Regions from separate parts of the Mus musculus genome. Here region 1 is linked to region 2. A link is a contact called in public promoter capture Hi-C data. All regions are on one chromosome and are shown on one strand. Each heading gives the region's core, a stretch centred on a gene start, on an enhancer-like site or on the middle of the called end of the contact. The rest is flanking DNA. Distances are from core to core; before and after follow the strand shown. Region 1 holds the start of Mcpt8 (mast cell protease 8). Region 2 holds the start of Mcpt2 (mast cell protease 2).

Region 1 (3,669 bases), core at 984-3,483, 43 kb before region 2:
AAGCCTAGCAGGAGCCCCTTACTCCTCTGTGATCTTAACACAGAAACAAGAGTTGTGGGTGACAGGGAACCAGAGGTGCTATCTAAAGAGAGGGCTGGGCAGGGAAAGAGAGAGTGAACTAAGACACAAGGAGACTGAACTTGCATGGCCTGGACCCTTGTCTTGAGTTTATCCTACATACAGTCCATGGGTTCCACAGGAGGACCTCGGTGATGCTTTTATTCATCAAACATGAGAAATTTCCACCCATTGCTTTCATACATCTTTCCTGGCCCTTCTGTCATTACCTTCCAGACCTCCCTGTAGATCTTCTATATACACTATCCCATTAAAAGGTCAGCCCCATTTGTTTCTCTTCTTTCTACTCACAAAGTCCTAAGGCAGTTACAGATTTATCAGTGAAATCCTCACACGAGCAAACTTCCTTCCCCACATGGTGTCCAAGCTCATGCACAGACTCTCTAGCCCTTGTTCAGAACAGCAGTATATTCTGAGACGGGCTGCAGGGAGCAGGAGGGCCACTCACATGGTGGCTGCTTGACAGTATGAACTGGTTCCCAGGAAGCCCTGATATGTGGGACCATGAGCCATGTGGGAGGCAGAAGGCTAGCCCAAGAGCCTGCCCCAGTAACTCAAAACACGTTTAACTACCAGGAAAATGTGATAGTACTATCAAGATATAAGAAATCAGAAGTGGAAATTGTGACAGCATAGGACCAGATACTTTTGAATGATAATCAGGGCCTGTGGGTGTAGCATCATAATCTAGCATCTTTAATTTTCTTAGTGTATAGCCTTATGGATTTTGTTTTAGCAGATGTATTGGCATCACAGAGATATTTAATAATTACTCCACCATTACTGAATGTGTCCATCATTTGCAAATTGTTGGGAAGAAGATACAAATAATTAACAGATTAATATGATAACAACAATCGCTGTTGTATCCCCTGGGCGGGCAATGCAAATGAGAAAGTGTCTGAATATTCCAGCTCTGGTGCAACAGATGCGAAGTCAGCATGAGAACCACGTGCAGCTTGCTTCAGCAGTCTCATGTCTACACTAAATGACAAGATTGCAGGGAACATCAGTCTCCGCCATGTCAGTTTGACTCTGGCATTCTAAGAAGAAATGCACTTGAGTTTTACTCTCAAAGGTGGACATCAACCAGGCACCTGCACACTCAGAACTTCGAGATGAACCACAGTTGATTGCGCAGCAGAGAAAGAGAAGAAAACAGTAAAGAGCTCTGCCCCATCACACGAGGTCTTCCCTGGGGACCAGATTGCCTTGACAGTGAAGAACACTGCCAATGCCAAGACTCAACACCACCAACAGCGCATCTTTCTTTCTGCTCTTTGTCTCTACTTTTGTGCCACTAACTACTTTGGTGATAAAATATTTGAGATCTTTGAGATGTCAAAGATGATGAGGACATCAGTGTCTTTATGGCATGGGACCCTGAGCATTTGTCTGTCAAATCCTCCCTATAAAGCTCCCCATTCAGTCATTTTTTACCTCTTGTCATCAACATCCCAATAGCATTTCATCCTAAATCTTCACTCTTCACCCCATCCCCCAAAATGTTCAAAGCCCTCAGGGTGTTAATAGATCACCTGGCTTAAATTGGAAATCAAAAGTCCTTGTGGAAAAAAACAAAACAAAACTCTTCATAGAGAGTAGTATAGTATGTAGAGATGTTATTATTATTATTATTATTATTTATTTTTTTGGTTTTGTTTTTTGAGACAGGGTTTTTTTGTATAGCCCTGGTTGTCCTGGAACTCACTTTGTAGACCAGGCTGGCCTCGAACTCAGAAATCCGCCTCCCCTGACTCTCGAGTGCTGGGCTTAAAGGCCTGCGCCACCACGCCCGGTGAGATGTTATTTTTTTTTTAAGGAAATGTTTACCTGATCATAAACTTAAGACACAGAGGCATCCTACTGCAGTTCCCTGAGCATTGACAGGAGAGGGGACTTGTCTAGTGTGGAAGGCCTCAATAGGCTCTTCCACCTCCTCAGTGTCCAGCATTCCTGTGGGGAATGTGGTCATGCTCACCAGTAACTGACAGCAGTGTGTTTCCTGTACAGTCACCACACAGATGTGGCAAGAACTCAGATCTTAAATATCACACAGGAAATTAGAGGTCTCTGGCTCTGGGCCTCTTTCCTCACCTGATGGTTTAAAAGTTGTGAGAAGTAACAAAGTGGCCAACTGAGACCTGGTCAGACCCTGAAGAGGATGTTCCTGCTCCTGGTCCTCCTGGTGGCTGCCCTGCCAGTCAACGCTGAAGGAGGTAAGCAACCATCCTCATCCCTAGAGGTGTGGCATGTGGCTTCCAGCACTGATAACTGCATGGTACCCAGTCAGACTGTATGTAAGATCTCCTCCTGACTTGGTTCATCTGAGATGTTAGCTAAGCCCCAGCTCTAGCACCAGATAAATAGGACACCAAAGTCACAATGACCTACTGGCAGTGGCACCTGATGAGTGAGACCTCATCACCTAAAAGTAATGAATTATAAAAATATCATAGGACCCTACTAGTTGAAAGAAAGGCCTGGAAGTTCCAACTGCACAAACCTAAGAGCAAGCGGCTTCCTCCAGGGGCTGCCACCTGGATTAAGACTAGAAGAATTCTTCTATTCAGGTTTCCAGGTGTCACCTTGATCTCGTCTCTGTTCTTTGGAACCATACAGGTCTGCCATGAGAGTTGGCCACAATCTAACAGAGCCAGGAAAGTGTGCCCTCATCTCTGCTTCACAGATTGATGGAAACAGGCAGACGTAGGATCCTCGAACCCATTTTCTCCCCCCTCTATGATCCCTGTGAGTCCTGTGTCCTTCCTTCTTCATCCTGAAGGCTAGTTCAATGCCTGAGGAAGATAAATCTATGCTGAAGCTTAGACTACATTAGGAGCTCTTGTCCCAGCTACTCGCTTAGCACATTTGAGAGCTTATCAGTGTTTACACAACAATCCTATCTCTAAGTGGAGTACTTACTCTGCCTCATGAATCAGAATAGAGGAGAAGCAGAGTTTTCTACTCAGTAGTGCACCATGCTTACTACAGGCAGAGCCCAGTGCTTAAGTGAGCAGGACACCAGGTGAATCATGAGACACAGGAACACCCGTAGTTGTTTGGAGTGTGTTCTAGATGGTCTGGACAGTGTGTGCTGAATTCTTCCTTAATGTGTCCATGAGATTTAATTTGATTCAAGGAAAAGTCTTGGCACCATCATGACTACAAGAAGAAATTGAAAACTAGAGGAAAGTGATGCCAGGCAGCAGGCTTTGTGTGATCTCTCGCAGCACCCAGACACCCTTTCTTGTTGCGTGACAGCCCCTACAAAAGAATCTGTTCTCTTTACACATCAGGTCCACAGACTCTCCAAGCATGAAGTGTCCCTTACCAGCCTCCAGATAACTGTTGCACAGTTTCCATGAGCACAAAGATTCAGAATAATCTCTCTTTTTCAGGGGAAATCATATGGGGTACAGAGTCCAAACCCCACTCCCGGCCCTATATGGCATACATAAGGTTTAATGACAGCAAATCAGTCTATCGCTGTGGTGGTTTCCTGGTGGCAAGAGACATCGTAATGACAGCAGCTCACTGTAATGGAAAGTAAGGAGAAGCAACTGGGTCTTTGATGCCTGGGACTAACCA
Region 2 (3,782 bases), core at 1,061-3,560:
CAGCTACTTGCTCTTTAAGACTTTATATATCCAGGGCAGGTAATAGGAGATTCGGGTGAAGACTGCAGGGGCCTTTGCTTCATAAGAAGATGCAATACCATGGGCCACACTATCACACACTAGAGGTCCCCCAGAATCTCCCTGTAGGTGAGAAAAATCAGACTATGAGCAAAGATTGCTTTCACTCAATTTCAAAAGGCATGCCCTAGCCAATCCCAGATTCAAGTAAGAAGTCCTGGCTCATGTTATTCATAATTTAGGGAGTTAATGATTGATTTGCCCCCACCCCTGTCTGGCCTTACCCCATTGCTAACATGTCTCCCCTTACTCCCTTCCTGTCTCATATCTAGCCTCATGGGAAGGTTGCAGGAAGGGCTTGAGAACAGGGAGATGAAAGAACACAGTCATTAGTCACTGCCTTGGAGAGCTGTTTGACACACTTCCTCTTCTGATGCTGTTGCCTGAAGTGGGGAGGAAAAGCAGGTGTGTACTCACTTGTCCTATTGATTTTGATGTTGTGGGACTGCCTGCGCAAACCTGGAGTTGATAATCGTAATCACTGTGGTCTTTACAGGCCTCTTGATCCATGATTCTCAGTTCAACCTCTCTCAGGGTAACTGATAGAGGGTTATTCTTTCCTGTTTTCCCCCATCCAGCTGTCCAGCACATCTTCCCAGGCTTGATGAAGTCAGAGGAACTAGGCAATGAAATTACATCCACATCAGAATTCAACTCTGCTTTCTTTTGTAGCTGTTGGGGGAAGGAGAGAAGAGATGTCAAAGTAGTGAAGGATGCTTGGACGAGGGGCCATTCCCCTTGGAAATTCAGTAGTAGGTTCAGAGGAAATGATTTGGAGAAGAAAGAATTTGAAGGCCTGAGCCTGGAGGAGAGTTAGAATTGGGAGACTTAAACAGTGCAATAAAAATAACGGTACCTTCAGTAACATGATGTCATAGAAACCCGAAAGGTACTGAAACTTTGGGTGAACAAATGTTTTTTCAGTTTTTATTATCTGCTGTGTGGGTTCGTTCTTGTTTATATTATGAGCTCCAAGGATGACACTGATTTCACTGTTGACAGAGAAAGAAGCAGTGAAGCATGCTGCTCTTGGGAGGAGGACTCCTTCCAGGGAGAAGGGCACCAGGCTCTAGGTTCTGTCCCAGTGCAGCATGAGAGAGACTAGAGATGGAGCTCCCAGGACCACAGCCTTGCGAGAAGGAGGCAGGTTGGACAAACACAGGACTGAGAACTCTCTCCCCACACTTCACACCCACTACTTGGATTGAACCCATGCCTTTGCACATGGCAAGTTGGCACTCTACATTGACTTACACCCCACACCATGTCTGAGCTCTGGTGACACCAGGACAAGCCAAAGCTGTAGTTTTCCTCCTGACTAGAGCCCTGGTAAAGCTCTGACCTCTGAAAATGGAGACCACACATGAGATGACCCAGTATGTGGCCCTGTGCTCCTTTTTCCTCTCTGTGTAAGGAGAGCCCATCTTGAAACTTCCTCAGGCCTCTGCTGCTCTGGGATTCTGGCTCCTGCATTTCCTCACAGGAAGAGAAGAAGCCTCTTACCTTCCATTACAGTGTGCAGCAGTCATCACAAATTGTGGGGCTATGAGAAACCCACCACACCTCTCCTTCGAACCGTTCTTAGTGGTGAACTTCAGATAGGCCATGTAAGGACGGGAGTGTGGTTTAGCCTCAACACCACCAATAATCTCCTCTGGAACAAAGAAACCCCAGTCCCTGGTCACAAACTTGTGGAACACCCCAACACAGCACCAGCAAGGGAAGATGAGGTAAAGCTGTATAACTACTCTAAGCCCACCCCACCGCTCATGGTAATCAGGCCCCTCCACATGCCCTTTGGTCTAAATTTCTCACTAGTGTTCATGTCCACCATCAGCCTTCATTCAGAACACAATGCCCATTCATGTTTTTGACATTCTACTTCATCAGACATTTCTCCACACCCTCATTTGATCTTCCTCAACACTAAGGGAAGGCCAGAGAAGAGCTGCCTATCAGAACAGGAAGCAACTTGAGGAAATGTTCTAAAGAGGAATTAGTTTTTCATTCTTCTTTGACCTACAGATTTCCCCTTGACTATGTTAGTTTAGTACACTTCCTCATGTTAGGGTCTCTATTGCCAAAGCTAAGAGATGAAGGCTGGTTTCTGAAAACTCAGAGGTTAGGGAGATGAAGACAAACTCACCAGCTCCAGCTCCAGAAGGCAAAAGAAGTGCCATCAGGAATAGTAGGGCCTGCATTTTGCCAGTGTTGAGGCCTTGGTGAGCTTCTAGGGTGTTGCTGTCCTGGTTCCTGCTTTTATAGATCCAATGTGGGAGAAAGGCAGGGCTGGGAACCACAGATCTGGTTTGGACAAGCTCTACTTTCCTTATCAGAAATTCTCATGACTGCTCTCTGGTGGTGTTGAGTCTGTGGCCAGATTCTGAGACTCCTGCATCCCATGATAAGGTGTCGACTGCACCCTTCAAAGTGGCTCCCAGGAAGCAGGACAGCACACAAAGGGAGGGGGACCTTGATCAGGGATCATGGAATGGTTCTTCTAAGCATCCAGGTATTATTGTCAGCTTTGAGACCCATGCTGCATATGTGGGAAGTCTCACCTCTGCTGTTAAACACAAACACAGACTTCTGTAGTGTATGAGCATGTGGGGGAGAGCAAGTACATTTTATTTACAAAAACTGATGGTGGGCTGATTCAGCCTGAAGGCTATTGTTTGTGTTGACCAGTGTGAGGGCATCTCATCTTTATTCAAATAAGTAGGACATGATAGAATGTGGCTGTGAGGGATAAAGATGTGGGGAGAGTATATTGAATACACAGCATATAGGGCATGAACAAGACCTTAATTAAGTCAGTGGTTCCCCACTTTCCTGATGGTGTGACCCTTTAATACAGTTTCTCATATTGTGGTGACCCCAGCCACAAAATTATTTCATTGACACTTTATAAGTAAAATTTTGCTACAGTTTTATGAATTTAATGTAAAATATGTAATGTGAAGGATATCTGATAATTGACCCCTCTGACGCAAGGTTGAGAGCAGCTTCTGTAAGTTTAATCATACTAAGTCTCTCTTTTTTTAATTTTTAATATTTTTATTACATATTTTCCTTAGTTACATTTCCAATGCTATCCCAAAAGTCCTCCATAGCCTCCCCCCACTTCCCTATCCACCCATTCCCGTTTTTTTGGCCCTGGCGTTCCCCTGTACTGGGGCATATAAAGTTTGTGTGTCCAATGGGCCTCTACTAAGTCTCTTCTATAAACATTATAATATACATTTATGGAGAACTCAATGGACTTTCAGGGTATCACAGAATAAAATGTCTTTTGTATCTGCAATGTAAGGCACAGCTTTGGGTGACGGAGCAGGCAGTGTAGAGAGAGAGGTTGGCTCATTGTGTCTAAGTACTCACGAATCTGGTCAATTAAGATGATGGGTTTGGACATGATTTTTGGTTCAAAATAAGAAAGACAACTTGTTTTAACAGATAAAAACTATTTTATTGTGATGCATTTCACAGAAAAAGATATTGTACAGCTAGATTAATGTAGTAACTCGAGCAAGCACTTGTTCAAACTGAAAGACTGTGCATCTCAATGAACCATATAATTGGACTTGATGTTCTAGAATCATGGAGCTTTGCAGAAAAATTCTAGGTCTGGTAAAAAGAGGTATTGACCATCTTATGAAGCCTCAGCTGGTTCCCAGGCTTGGAGCAGACAGCTCAGACCTCTTCAC

Evidence for each region. Capture Hi-C pulls out chosen DNA fragments and counts their contacts.
Region 1: a contact with region 2 is called in a promoter capture Hi-C map of adipose tissue. The contact joins the promoter of Mcpt8 here to the promoter of Mcpt2 in region 2. A contact is called at or near these places in 8 of 39 promoter capture datasets (the 3T3-L1 cell line, cranial neural crest, embryonic stem cells and 4 more), 2 of 484 Hi-C or Micro-C datasets (the G1E-ER4 cell line and brain), 1 of 115 datasets of contacts at active chromatin or transcription factors (pancreatic cancer cells) and 3 of 9 other capture datasets (adipose tissue, liver and macrophages).

Annotation. Positions count from the first base shown.
Region 1 is chr14:56,083,761-56,087,429 of GRCm38.p6, reverse strand. Mcpt8 (mast cell protease 8) reads left to right here and starts at 2,233. Exons shown (of 5, transcript NM_008572.1): 1 at 2,233-2,297; 2 at 3,480-3,627. The coding sequence starts at 2,243.
Region 2 is chr14:56,040,651-56,044,432 of GRCm38.p6, reverse strand. Mcpt2 (mast cell protease 2) reads right to left here and starts at 2,310. Exons shown (of 5, transcript NM_008571.1): 1 at 2,225-2,310; 2 at 1,582-1,732; 3 at 935-1,070; 4 at 496-750; 5 at 1-141. The coding sequence starts at 2,279. The coding sequence ends at 4.